Regions from separate parts of the Macaca mulatta genome. Here region 1 is linked to region 2. A link is a contact called in public Hi-C data. All regions are on one chromosome and are shown on one strand. The core of a region is the stretch at or near the end of the contact, and the rest is flanking DNA. Distances in the headings are between cores, read along the strand shown.

Region 1 (7,029 bases), core at 2,304-4,803, 440 kb before region 2:
TAGGAGAAGGAAGTTAGTAGTTTTGATTCTAAGGGTGGCATGTGTGTATGAATTACAATATAAACAGATGTCCAGCAGAGAGAAGATTCCTCCTTTTTCACACATCTAACAACTCTGGGAAATATTTACACAAGTGAGTTTTACCTTTGCATGGCTACTTCCACATAACCAAATATAGAGAATCAAGTGTTTATAGAATAAATTGGTAAAATCAGGCAAAGTGTTTTTGAGAAAGCTCAAGAAATCTGGCTGGGCATAGTGGCTCATGCCTGTAATCTCAGCACTTTGAGAGGCCGAGGCGGGTGGATCATGAGGTTAGGAGTTCAAGACCAGCCTGGCCAATATGGTGAAACCTTGTCTCTATTAAAAATACAAAAATTAGCCAGGCATGGTGGTGCGTGCCTGTAGTCCCAGCTACTTGGGAGGCTGAGGCAGGAGAATCACTTGAACCCAGGAGGTGGAGGTGGAGGTTGCAGTGAGCCATGATCGTGCCACTGCACCCCAGCCTGGGTGACAGAGTAAGACTCCATCTCAAAAAAAAAAAAAAAAAAAAAAAAAAAAAGAAAGAAGGAAAAGAGAAATCTACCCTTAAACCCAAATGATTCAGGTTAAATGCCCAAATTCTTGAAGTTGTCCTCATTTACCACATGTCAAATATTCAGTGAGCTCCTACTATGTTCTAAGTAAGCAGTGTACTGTATGAGTAATATATCAATGAATAAAACACAAACAGCATCTGCCCTTCAGAAGCTTACATTCTAGTAATTTCTAAAAGAAAGCAATATAATAAGAAATCAGTAGAGGTGTACCTCAGAAGAAACAAGGCGGCACTACAGTACCTCAAGTGAAGAGGTGCTAAAAAAGACTCTCCTATAGAGGTTACGTTGGCTTGTTTCATAAAGATGGAGAAGAAGCCAGCACAAGAATCATGAGCATTGCAATTACCTGTCACAGAGTATTCTTAACTTAGAAAAGCCAAGTCCAGATGTCCTGTGGCAGGAAAGAGTTTAATTTTTCCAGGAAACAAGGCCTCTGTGGCTAAAATTTAGTAATTGATGATGGCATTGATACAAAGTGAGTTTCAAGAAGTTTTGGTAGGAATCAAGTAATATCAGGCCTTGTAAGCAAGGTCAGCTTCATCACACAGGGTTCTATGCACTTGCTTTAATCTCTGCTGTTGCTGTCTTGGGATTGTTAATCATGTTTGAACAAAGGATATCTCATTTTTATTTTGCACCAAACTCTACAAATTATGTAGCTGGTCCTACTGGTAAATCATAGCAAGGATTTCAGTTTACACATTGTATGAGGGTGACTTTTTTTGTTTTTGTTTTTGTTTTTATTTTTCTCCTCTCACATTCCAGAAATCTGTAAGTACTCAGGCCAGGGTTAGTGTGCTCTCCGTGGTATCAGAACCCCCAATTCCTTCTATCCTGTCGTTCTGTGGTACAGGGCTTTCAATCCCAAGAACACCCTGGAGTATAAACTGACTGCTAGAGCTGCAGCCATTACAGCCTCTGTACAACTGTGCTCAAGAACATTGCCTAAATTACCATACCACTTCCACCTACATCCCATTGACCCATTCTAGAAAACAATCATGCCTAGCTGCAGGTGAGGCTGAGAAAGTCTTAATTCCAGGAAACCATGTGCCCAGCTAAAAACTGAGATTTCTTTTCCCATATGAAAAGGAGAAAGAGATGTTAAGGGACTATTGCCAGGTCTGCTATATACTCTCACATATTTCTTTGACTGAAATAATCATTCATTTATGTATTCATTCAACATTAATTCACCTAAAAATGTTATTGAGAGCCTATTTTGAGTCAGGCTGTATACCAGGGACTGAGGAGAGGAAGTTGATTAAGAGTTAGGTCTTACAGAATAATATAGTGGGAGGAAGAAAGATCACAGATAATTACAGTACATTGTCACAAGTACTGGAATAGACTGTCCAAAGAGAAGAGGCCATGAATAACTAACAGGAGATGCTGATAAAGCTACACACAAGAGGTAAGGCGAAATATGAATTTGGTTTTATAAGGATGCAGTAGGAGACAAGGGGAATGTACTTCCAATTTACACTTTCTATGGGAAATGTGATTTTGAAATAATATTTAGGATTTCTGCAGCTTTGTTACAGTTATTAGTCAGACTTGGTAAATAAAGCATGGCCCAGCTGATTGCTTGGTTAAATCATTTCATGATCAGTGTGGGTCCTCACACAACTATTTTGGCGGCAGCCATCAGAGCTGTTGCTAAAGAGATGTTGAAATGAATGGGTTGGCCATGTTGCAGCTCCGATCACCAGCAGATATAACCTCAGAGGCAAAGAAATATACCAGCTGACAGCAGAATCAGGCATTGCCTTTATAGACCATCCCTCTAGTCTCATACCCATCCAAATGACAAATCCCCCATCTGCTCTCAACCTGCCTCCTGGGCCAGTCGTATTGCATCCGAGGCCCTACAAGCCAGCAGCTTCCCGAATTGCCCTGGCATTACAGGAGGATGTCTTGCTCTGTGACACCCCATCCAACATTGGGAGAAAATTTCCATATTTAGTCATGCCTTGCTCATCTTTTCCAGCAAAGTTTATTTAAAAAAAAAAAAGGGTGAGATCTTTTGGAATCATGTTGAGCTTTGAAAAACAAAAGAATTCCTCAACTTGAAAAATAGAGATATGTTCAGATTTTTCAGACTCTTAAGATTCAATCTTCTGAAACTACAGCCATACCCCCACTGTGGGGATGGCGGTCACCATCACAATGGCAAGCCTCCTGTTCAGCTATTTTGTCCTGAAACAAAAAAAAGAGCTCTGTGATAAATCACATCTGCAAGATGTGTTTCATATGTCAAGCACACATAGCTTCTAAATCAAGTGCTGATACATGACTTATTCCGTCAAAAGTAAGCAGAATGCTGTAATTTATAATCATCTTGAAGCACACTGCGGAGAAAATGAAAGCAGACCATTAAATTTTAATGCCTGTTCAGCTCTCTGAAAGAGAGTGTTTCTGGCCACTCTGGAAGCAGGGTAGAGTTTCTCGCATCATTGTGCACACTCCCCAAAAACAGTTTGTGTTTGCCAACATTTGTGGAAACTAATTGAAAAAATGATTTAGCTGTTAAAAGGAGCCATTAGTCAGGAAGTTCTCATGAGCACAGAGGTACCTGCCGAGGAGCCAGTCCTGTCCAACGCCCCAGTCCCCCTTAGCTTTTTAACAATCGTCTGTTGTTGTGCAAGTCAGCTCCCTGCAGCAGGGCTGCGAGCAAATATTCATTGGGGTGTCATCTCTGCTTAGACTCTGCTCCTGCACACCTATTCATCTGGGTTAAGTGAACAGCAGCATCAGCTCAAATTAAGCTGGCTTGAAAACAGCCACTGTTAATAATTTCTGCTGTGATTCAACTTAGCTTTGGCTAACAGGTGAAGATGTTTCATAACGGAGGCAATTACAGCTCTGAGAGTGCTTTCCCGCTGCCTGTGTAATCAGAGGAATGGAACACTAGCTCCTCGCGTGCGTGGGGAAGGGCCAGCGCAGCCACCATTGGGCTGCATTCGTTATCTGCTAGATTGAACAAGCTGCCTGCCGGGGACAGATGCTTAGTGCAGTGATTAGAATATAAAGCAATTGCAAAGGCTGAGGGGATTGGAGTCAGCATCCTTTATCTCAACTTACTACAGGCTTTTCTGGTCAGATAACAAGTCTTCCAAACCGTTCTTTATAGACGAGAAATCATATGTATATCAATGCATGGACTCATGCATATTCATTAGTCTGTACCCTGTGTGAATTTTCCATTTAGATGGAGAATTGTTTAAAAAAAAGAAAAAAAAAAAAGGAAGGGAAAGTCTTCAATTCCATGTAAGTTTAGTTCCTTTTATAGCCAAATTTTTATGACAAAGAATAAATAGAGGCAATAAATGTTAAATCTGTACAATAAAAATGCTTGCCAAATTTCCTTCATTATTTTCTGAGATTGAAAAGCCCAATAGTTTTACAAATTTCCAGACAGCTTTCATATTTACGTTGAAAAAAGAGGAAGATAAGTGAAAACTTTATATAACCCTAGATTTTTACTTACTCTATAAGGAAAGAAAACTGAAATGTGTGGGTTTTGTTGCTGTCTACATTATAGAGATAGCATATTTCCATCTAGAGGGAAATCTATCATTCTAGCACAAAAGTACTTTTTCACGTCAACTGTGCATAACATCAAATTATAGCAAAAACATAGCTGTATACTTCCTAATTGTGGGAATTTTCATACGGTTTATTTCCAGCCAAACATTTTTCCTCTTCTGCTAAAAGAAAATCAAGCAGTCTAAATTGAATTTTTATACATTACAATTTCCTGAAATGTAGTTGTTAATGCCTTCTGATGTGCTTACAGGCATGAATCTTAAACTACCTTTCTCCCCCCAACCAAAGAACTAGGGAAACAAAAAAGACCCTTTCTGCTACTGGTATTAAATTTCCATCGTATACATTAATCTGCTTTCAGAGTATTTTCCTTCGGTATATTTTCCATAAAGGGCCTATAATAAAGTTCTTGGTAGGTTATGTTTAAAGAGCAATTGATTACAGATCTGTGTATCCCCCAGACTAAGCAAATTTTCTACAAACCACAGAAAAGTAGGGAGGGGTAGCTGGCGGTGGAGTAGGGGGGGGAGGAGAAGATGGGGGAGGGGTTAGCCACATGCTCACTTTTATTTAACAAATCTTTTAAGAGCTTGGAAATGGTTCTGATTTTGTAACAGCAAGGTTATACTAAGCAATTTATTTCCAGCTAGTTTTTTTTTTTTAATAGAGATTGTACTTTTCATCAATTATTTAATAGGCTTTGAGGTTGTGTGTGTGTAAACGTGTGTGCTTAAGAAGTTTTGGGGATACAGGAGTAAGCAAGAAAAAAAAAAAGGATAATAGAGTTTATAATTGCTAAACATATGATCCAAAGCTGTGTTTGAAATACCTGCTTAACAAGATAGCAAAGGACTTGTCTCTTTTAAAAGGTATTTCTTTCTTTCTTCATCCTTTAGAACCATCCATCTAGACTATCTTGGAATATTCTCAGCAAGAATCCACTGCCTACTGTATCTTCCCCTGACAATTACTGTTGCTCCTTACCCTTGAAGCTTTGAAAGCCTGTGTAACATTAGCCTATCTAGCCCAGTGAAAATGTCTTTACAGATTAGTGTAATGTTAATACTGCTGGCTCCCCGCTTTTGACCTGAAGTGGAATATATTGCACTGCTGGAGCAGATGGAATCAGAGTTTCACTGGGCCACAGAGATTGGCTGGCTGCCTGCCAAAAGTTCAGTGCTAGTGGCAGTGGAAGCTCCAGCTCAGAATAGCAGGCTTGAATCTATTCTCTGCTCTTGGAGAGAAAACAAAAGTGTCACATAAGTTTGTGTAGAATCAAAATACGTTGCTTAAGACTGTTCATCTGCAGATGTTTACCCAGCATTTGAAAAGTAATTGAATCTTTTGGTGTAAAATGGAGACATCTTTATTCACTTTTGCTGAAAGACATGAGACAAAAGCCAGAGCAAAGAATAAAAAAAGAAATTATCTGAACTCCATTTAACCTTCCAGTTGAATGCCGATCTCACCATAAGAATACAAATGTGTACTTGTAGAGTGTTTAAAGCCTGTCTCCTATTTTATGACTGCAAATAGATCTTAGTCTAAAATAATACATCAAATTCATAAATGGGGGGGAAATATAAGCTTGTATAGCCGAAGTGAAATAATTATCCAAATAGTTCCAAACCAGGATCTAAAACTGGGGATGTGGGGCGGGGAGATCCATTTCCTAACTTATCCATACTAGCTTTATTATTGACTGCATCATTCAGATAAATGTTCAAAATCCTTGCTGGATTTGTATGAACAGAAAAAGCATACACATATTTGAAAACATATCTTCCAAAATAGATTTGCCTGTTGATAACTGTCCTTTCACCTTGAACACTGGGAATATTGGTTAAAAACTTTAATAACAGCAGCTGAAAACTATGCTTGTCAGATTCAGCAAAATGAATAAATTATGGTGTTGTGTGGGGGGGTAGGGGGCTCCAATTTAAATTTGAATTTCAGATCAACAACTCATGATATTTTAGTATAAGAATGTCTCAAATATTGCATGGAATATGGGGTGTGCAAAATTTGAAATATACTTATATAAAATATTATTCATTTTTCATTTGAAAGCTGACTTAATTGGGAATCCTGCATTTTATCCGGCAACCCTGAAAGATGTACCCCTTATTGTCTTACTTCCTGAATGTACTAAGATGTCCTTTCCTTCACACACACAGATGCACACACACACACCCTAACTTTCAATTAACACAGAGGGTTTTTTTTTTTTAATATTTATTCATCAGGTTATCTCTAAGTTTATTTTAATCATATTTTCCTCTCAAGTACTGCCTTTCCACAGCAGTAAAACATATGCTGTTTGCTGCCTAAGTAGATGGGTAATGTAAGCTGTGATGTGGAGAGAATTCTTCTCTTATCCCTTCTCTCTGAGGGTGTAGTTACAGAAACATATATATGTGCTTTTATCTGTGATAAGAGCTACCATCTGCTAGCTGCAATGTGCACAGCTTACCGTCTGAAGTGCTTATACATATTATGAAAACACACAGCTTTTGTGTATGTTGAGAATACATATAGACAGTGTTCTAATAAACCAGAATATTAGCTGTTTGAATATGTCAAATCGATGCAAAATATATAACGATAATTATGGACAAGAATGATTAGAGCTGGCATGTTGCCATGTGTGTATTTATGCCAGTAGCATCTTTGGGATCTTTTAATATTGCATTATTTGCAACCTCTTCCTATGAGACAATTATTTTAGACAAATGGAATCTTTTCAATGAGGCAAGGCTTTTGCTTCATTCAAGGAGGAGAAGCTTCATGCCGGGGATACCAAATCCCCGGGATATGGGCTGCATGTATGTGAGCAACGGGAGAGACTGAGACTGCGCGACAGAACATATAAATCTGAGTT
Region 2 (7,678 bases), core at 1,784-4,283:
GCCCAGGCTGGAGTGCAATGGCCCGATCTCGGCTTGCTGCAACCTCCGCCTCCTGGGTTCAAGCGATTCTCCTGCCTCAGCCTCCTGAGTAGCTGGGATTACAGACATGCACCACCACGCCCGGCTAATTGTGTATTTTTAGTAGAGACGGGGTTTTCTCCATGTTGGTCAGGCTGGTCTCCCGAACTCAGGTGATCTGCCCACCTCGGCCTCCCAAAGAGCTGGATGATACTTTTTAAATGCCCTTTTACACTATCCTCATGCTTCTTCCACCCTCTGTTCCAAATACTCATTTCCAGACATCTCCTCCTTTCTAACACATCTCTGAGTAGACACTAAGGTGTAAAATTACATAGTGAGCATATTATACAGTAGTGCATTGCTATTATGAAGTATATGCATGTGGATATTAGAATGCAGATAAATAGGTTCCTAGTTACCTTGATGAGAGATTAAGATAACATTTTCGTCTCTATAAATACAGAAAACTCCCCAATTTTGTGAGAAGAGTAGCTCTGATTTTCAAAGCTGGTAGTTAATTGTCTTAGTTTCAGTCACCAATTAGGTGATGGTCCTCTGATGCCTCTTGATTGGCCTCTTTGTCAAACAAAACAAAACAAAACAAACACAAGAAAAGCCAGTCTGACAACACTGGTTTATTCAAAAGTCTCCTGGAAGAACCTGGGAGGAAGGAGGTGGGGGTGGGGTGTAAATGGAGTGTGGAGATGTTGGAATGGAAGGAAATACTTCAATTTGTCAAAATGGTTTGGGTTAAATTATGTGGTCGGGTCAGGCCTAAGCCTTCATCTTTGGCCAGTAGGGTTTCTCAGAAAGGTTTAAGGTTTGGGTTTAAGTGTTGAAGCTAGGGTTAGATTAGATTATTTGATTATTAGGAACCCTAAACTTTGGTTTTAGTTAGACTTCATCTGTGCTGCAGACGCTGTAATTTGTTTTGTATTGGAGGAACTGCAATCTTCTCCAGCTTCACTAGGTCTCATTTTTAAATGTCCCATTCTTTTAAGAACTAACTATTGATTTTTCTAAACTAATATAACATATGGGGTAGGCATGGGCTTCCAAAGGCTGAGATGTAGATGGCACCCCAGGGACACAGGAAGTGCCCAAGAGTGATCTGGTCCTTTGAGAAATCACTCTTTTAAAAGAAGAAAAGTCAAAAAACAGTATGGTGCTGTATTCTTATCAATGGGGCATACACAAATGTAAAATCTGTACATTCAAACATATATAACAAATCTCAAAGCTAAAACGGATCCCTAATTTGCCCATTTTATTTGTTAAAGTACAGCTTTGATTTGAATACAAATTGACTTAGGGAGAGCTAAGGACTATTACAGATTGCATTCCTCTGGTTTATATATCCCAATAAAGGGTGGAAACTGCTGTTTATAACTATTTGCAGCCTCAAATCTAGTTCATTTATGGTAGTGAAACAGCTAATTGGCAATTTTTTATAGACTAAATATACTGAAAGCTCAAACATGAGTCAATAGCCATTATTTAAAATATGTGACATAAATATTTTTATTGATCCACGAAGTCATCACTGAATATTTACATCAGAAGCTGTCTTCTGCTAGCACTCATTCACTTTATATGTGTCCATATGACTCAGTTAAGACACAATCTTAAATTGCAATTGTCATGTGGAAATTACAATTACAGTAGTACAGGATCTTTACAACTTGGGATCATGATGCTTTCAGTTTACAGTACCCTTTGACTTTAAAATGTCCATATTGTAGCTTCTAAAAATAATGAAGGTAACAATAAAAAAATTCAAAATTAAATGTACTCTAAAGGCTTAATATATGTAAATACATTAGCTTAAATATGTTAGCTGTTATAGTAAAACGCTAAACTTGTTATTTCATATTAACCTCTCTTATCCTGTGACCTGAGTCTCATTAACTTGGTTGCTGGCATTTGTCCTACAATAAATTGTAAAATATTTCTGTGTTTGTGGATTGTAGATGTAGCATTCAGAAGATTTATGACACCCGGTTCCCCAGCAGTAGGGTGAAAGATTTGGGGGAAGAGGAATTCTGACCATTCCACAGTTTAAATATGTGTACTGGAACTGTTCAACAGTTAATCTTCCTAGTATATTTAACTTTCACAAGTCAATTTTTAAAAAGATGAGGCTGGCCCGAGGTGTTACTATGATTAGCTAGGACCTTATTTTAATATTTTTTCTTTTTTGGCGTCAATAACACCAGGTGGAAAAGATTTGTTACTAATTCCAGGGAAGAATCATTCACATAGTGTTGGTTAAATGGTCGCCTGCATTCACACTTCAGTGCTTGTAGACCAGAGCCCTGGAAACAAAAGGGTTACTTGTTTCCCCACCATCGCCTTTACCCGCAGATCGATTTTTCTTATTTAATCAGCGAGTAAAAAGAGAGACACAGGGAAGAAAAAGAAAAAAAAAAAAAAAAAAAAAAATTGCAGGAAGGGCAAAGTGGTGGGGGGAGGGTTGAAAGCCAGAAGCTGCAATACAGAAAATCAGTCTTGGGAGTTGGACTGCGGAGTCCTTGGAACAAGGAAGGGAAGCCAGCAAAATGCTCGCAGTCATTTCCACACAGCCAGCCTCCCTTTTCTCCTCGCTACGCGCTAGTGGCTCATTTGGCTTCTCTCTGCCACCGAGCGATCACATACATTATTTCCCCCAAGATAACACAATCAAACTTGTATTTACCGACATCCTCTCCTCGCAGCCTGTTTGAGATTTGTTTTAATAAATAAGTGTTTTATGTGAATGATGTAGTAATTGAAACGGGCGCACCATTTTTTTCCCTTCTTACTGCGGGAGGTTCCTCAACCCCAATCTGGTTGGAAAATAAAACGCTTTGTCTCCACAACCACCCCCCACAGCACCCCCACCCGCTCTCAGTGTGTGTTTTATACGTGTGTATATCTCAACCCCCTACAGTAGCCAAGAGAAAGCAGCTAGCCAATGAGAGAGCCCAGTTTCATAAAAGCTGCTCTCTGATTGGCCCGATGCGAAAGGGCACTGGGAACAAAGAAAAGTCCCTTTCAGGTATAGAGGCTGAGAGCTTCTTTTGCTCCACTCCCCCTGTGTGTGTGTTGTGTTTCAGTCCTGATTTCAGTGTTGCAGAACAAGCTTGTTGTGTGTGTGCACCAGGGGGATTTTTGTTTTGCTTTTCTTAAATTTTAATTTTTGCTTTTATAAAACATACACAGGCCGGTCTGTGACATTTGATGGTCCATCTTCTTTAATAATAAATTTGTTGAAGAGATTATAATTTCCAAAATAAAGCGGCTGCAACCAAACACATTCAATGCAGTTAGAAGGAAAAGGTCAACTCCATCCAATACAGACCGTAAGTACGGTTGCGTGGTGTGTCTCTATATAGCACTTAGCGGGGACTTCATGCAGGGGAATGTGCGAGTTTTATGCATAGAAATGAGGAACTAGTTACAGGGTTTGGCTTTTGCATTTAGAACAACAACCCAAGAAGGGTGAATTTTATTCAGTGGAGGGTGAAGCATTTGTAACTTCACACAAATTAAGCTTGACTGGGCACTCGGGGTAACTTAGAGTAAATTAGCTTTTGGGCTCTAACCCAAAGGAGAATAAAAGTGACACAGTTACATATCCTGGTCTGCAGTGTCAATTCTCTAGCTCACCTTACTCCCTCCCTCTTCTGTCCTAGCTGGGCAGACCCTTCTCCCAAACCGATCCAGGAAAATGGGGGCAAGGGCAGAACAAGCCGATTTCTCTCTCCTGTCAGCTCCCAGTGCCCGATAATTTAAAATTAAACAAGGGAATAGTCACTCATTACGTGTAATGGTTATAATTACCATTCGCCATCTCCTTGAAAAAGCAAGCAACAAAAATACCATTAAGAGAAAAAATAAAAGCCCGACCCAACCCAAACAAACCCCCAAATAGTAACAATGGTGTGTTTATTACAGGACCAGGCTGGTGAGCAAGCAAAAGGTTTTTCTTTGTTTAATACATGAAGTGGGGGTCCCTAAAATCCAAGTAGCTCGGAGGTACCCTTCTCCCTCCCCCAGGCGTCCCCGTCCCTGGCCCCCTGGGAAAGCTGACAAATTGGAGATAAGTTGAAAGGTTTATAAAGTGTTTCTTTAAAACATCTGCTTTGCTCTTGTGCTCATTACATTTCACTCCTTCCGAACTTCGGAGATCCTAGATCTCCGAGAAATGTTTCACATTCATAACTTGTAGCTTCGCCCACTGCGGGGGGGCGGGGGGAGGAGGTTGGGGGAGTGTGTGCAGGGGGAGGGGAGAGACCTACAGCTTTTTTTTTTAAAGACCAGATCAGTATTTTCTTGATACGCTTGTCACCATTTTTGTTCTCACGACAACCAATTGAGCCCTTGATCCTCACGTGATGTGAAAGGCTTGCACTGTAACAAAATCGCTCCTTTTAGATGGTTGGTTGTTACTAACTCGCCCATCCCCCTCTCCCAGCCCCGACATTTCCAGCAAAGCGACTCTCCACTTCCAATCCATCAACAATTCATTACTGCTTTTAGCTTCCAAACGCCAGCTAATTAAAAATACTAAGCCAAGCTCCGGGGCCATCTGACTAAACACAGGAGGGGGTGGGTGAAGGGAGGAGGAGGAGAGAAAAAATAAATAAAAGGGAGACACACCGTTTGCTGCGAGTATCAGAGGGATAAACTCCCGAAAAAGGTCGCCTTAAAAAAAAAAAAAAAAAAAACCAACCAAAAACCTTTTTTTTGACTCTAATTATCGAATTACCACATGACTGATTGACCTGAGCGACAGAGGATTCCACTCCCCTCGGGAACTGTACTAGGAACTCAGTTCCTTTTTCTTAAAACAACGTAAGACAGGAAAACATCACATCCTTTAGGTTTCGAAGACTGAGCCCTTTTTAAACGCCGTTATTTTCCCCACCCCACCGCCCCCCGCCCCGAGCGAATGCTGTTATAACTGGTTTATCAGCTCACTGAATCATCTGCTCCCTCCTCCTCCACACCTTTCTTTTTCTCCTCTTGCCCAGTTTCTCATCCCACCCTTTCTTCCTCCTCCTCCTCCTCCTCCCTCTACTCCCCCCCTCCTTTTCTCTTAAGTTAGTTCAAGAAATCAAATCTGTCAGGACGGGCGGAAAAATGCCACTTCCCGACTAACAGGCGGAATCCAGCCCAGATTTTCAGTCCTTTCTTCTTATTCTTTCTTCCCTTTCACTAATTTATCCCGATGTTAGCACATTCTGTCTCGTTACTAGCGGACGCCTGTAGGTTTGCTACATGGGATCATTACTGATCACGGTGACTCTGAAGTCTGGAACTGAAGGCGGAATGAGAAGTTGGGAAAACTTTTTTCTCTAAACTCTCTGTTTTTTAAAAAACTATTATTCTCGATGCTTGTTAAGAGGAAAAAAAAACCTTTGGTGCTTCTGTTGTGAATGTGAAACATTATTTTCCAGCTGTACAGTGACACATTTTTTTAAGGAGAAAAGGACTGATTCGTTTGCCAAAAGGGGGGTGGGGAGGTGGAATAATGTTATCGAGTGATTATTCTGGCTGAGATGTGTTATTTGGTTTCTTCCTTCTTGATCATTTGGTGTTTAAGTAAAATGAGGCACAGGCTTGTTTGCCGAGTGGAGTGGGAAAGGCATTTTGATTTGCTGGCCTAATTAAAAAATGATAAAGGATTAAAAGGTAAGCAATGTCTGTGTGTGTGTATGTGTGTGTGTATGTATATTTATTTATTTTTTTCTTGACAATCAACTGTTAAAAAGGGGCTGATCCCTTTAAAAACCGTTTTAACTGCTCTTTGTCAAACACACACTCATTTGCGGTCATTGAGGCCACCTTGGCGCAGATCACTTAAAGTGTATGTCTTAATCAGTTTTCCGTACAGTCAGTAGCACCATATTTAACAGAGTGAGCAATTCTGTGACCTAGGAATACGGTAGAATTGTTTAAATGTATTTTTTTTCTCAAAAGGCAGATCTTTAACTTTTTATATAACACTGTCTTTTCTAGAGAGAAATGCTCTTAAAAGACATGTATTTTTTTTTTAAAAAAATCGTATAAGCTGTTGGGGAAAAGAGGATAGGAGGGAGGTATGTGTGTGTGTTGGGGGCAGTTATTGGTTGTTTTTTCTGTTCCTTACTAGGAACAAAAACCAGATCGCCCAGACAATTTGTAAAAAGAAGTACTGAAACCTAAAATTAGAAATAAGGAAATTTTAGCAACATTCTATTCTGAAAACTAGCCTCAGAACTTCCAGGGTCTGGTCTTCTAAATTGCAAGATCTAGGACATGTTTAGGGATGTTGAAAGCTGTGTTCTTCCTTCTTGTCTGAGTGTTCAGGCTGTGTTTCTGGGGTTGAGATATCACATGTGCCAGACAGAAATCCTAAAGTTTAAAAGAGAACACAAAAACCTTTCTGGACTTGAATCAGATCCTTAAGATAATTTAATGCTTTTAAAAAGGTGATTATCCTTGTGTTGTTGATAAAGGGATTTTCTTTTTAGCTACCATAAGATGCTTACTGTCATAGGTTTATTTTTTGGGTTTGGTTATTTTCCTTTAAACCTGATATTGGACTGTGGAGACAATACATGAGCCACCTTACTCTCCATCCTTCCCTGTCCCCTTTACTGATTCCCCAATACTAATCGTTTTTTATTCTGGTAACACCCAGACAAGAAATATTCGACTTTTCCCCCCTTCACAGGAAAAGGTGGACCTGGACTGAGGGTGTAAAATCCCTGGACACATTCGTGAGGCAGGAAAAAGAAGAGGAAGATTAGAAGATTTTTTTTTTTCTTTGAGAGAAAGCCCAGCGGAGATAAACGAATGTCCCCTCATCTCCAAAGGAAAGTTCATCGGATTTTTATTCTAGAGAGCTCATCTTCAGGATGTCAGTGAACATTTCTACTGCAGGAAAAGGTGTGGATCCAAATACAGTTGATACTTATGACAGTGGCGATGATTGGGAAATCGGGGTTGGAAATTTAATAATTGATTTGGACGCTGATTTGGAGAAGGACAGACAGAAATTTGAGATGAATAATTCCACCAACACCACTAGTAGCAGCAACTCCAAGGATTGTGGAGGTCCGGCCTCCAGTGGGGCTGGTGCTACCGCAGCCCTAGCTGATGGCCTAAAATTTGCCTCTGTTCAGGCCTCTGCTCCCCAGGGGAATTCACACAAAGAGACCAGCAAATCAAAAGTGAAAAGGAGTAAAACTTCTAAGGATGCTAATAAATCTCTGCCTTCTGCTGCCTTGTATGGGATTCCCGAGATCAGCAGCACTGGCAAGAGGCAGGAAGTCCAAGGGCGCCCTGGAGAGGCAACTGGCATGAATTCAGCGCTGGGTCAAAGTGTGAGCAGCGGCGGCAGCGGCAACCCAAACAGCAATAGTACCAGCACCAGCACCTCTGCCGCCACCGCGGGGGCAGGCTCCTGTGGGAAAAGCAAAGAGGAGAAGCCAGGTAAAAGCCAGAGCAGCCGAGGCGCCAAGCGGGATAAGGATGCGGGGAAATCCAGGAAGGACAAGCACGACCTGCTTCAGGGCCACCAGAATGGCAGTGGCAGCCAGGCCCCTTCCGGGGGGCACCTCTATGGCTTTGGGGCCAAGAGCAATGGAGGTGGCGCGAGCCCCTTCCACTGCGGGGGCACTGGGAGTGG

What was found. Hi-C and Micro-C count contacts between places; a contact is called where the count stands out from the background.
Region 1: a Hi-C map of fetal cortex germinal zone shows a contact between it and region 2, with 4 times the contacts expected there. The contact joins the enhancer-like site here to the promoter of ZNF608 in region 2. A contact is called at or near these places in 2 of 14 Hi-C or Micro-C datasets (fetal cortex germinal zone and fetal cortical plate).

The regions. Positions count from the first base shown.
Region 1 is chr6:134,117,240-134,124,268 of T2T-MMU8v2.0, reverse strand. The region is part of intron 4 of LOC106998921 (a long non-coding RNA gene); the gene reads right to left. Among named protein-coding and RNA genes, the nearest start is that of ZNF608, 440 kb to the right of the region's middle. Within about 2 kb of position 3,553, at least 8 of the 40 cell types and tissues checked have an H3K27ac peak or open chromatin away from gene starts, as enhancers often do. A contact at or near this core is called in fetal cortex germinal zone and fetal cortical plate, where this site is marked.
Region 2 is chr6:133,674,242-133,681,919 of T2T-MMU8v2.0, reverse strand. ZNF608 (zinc finger protein 608) reads left to right here and starts at 3,033. Exons shown (of 10, transcript XM_078004481.1): 1 at 3,033-3,362; 2 at 6,722-7,678. The coding sequence starts at 6,906.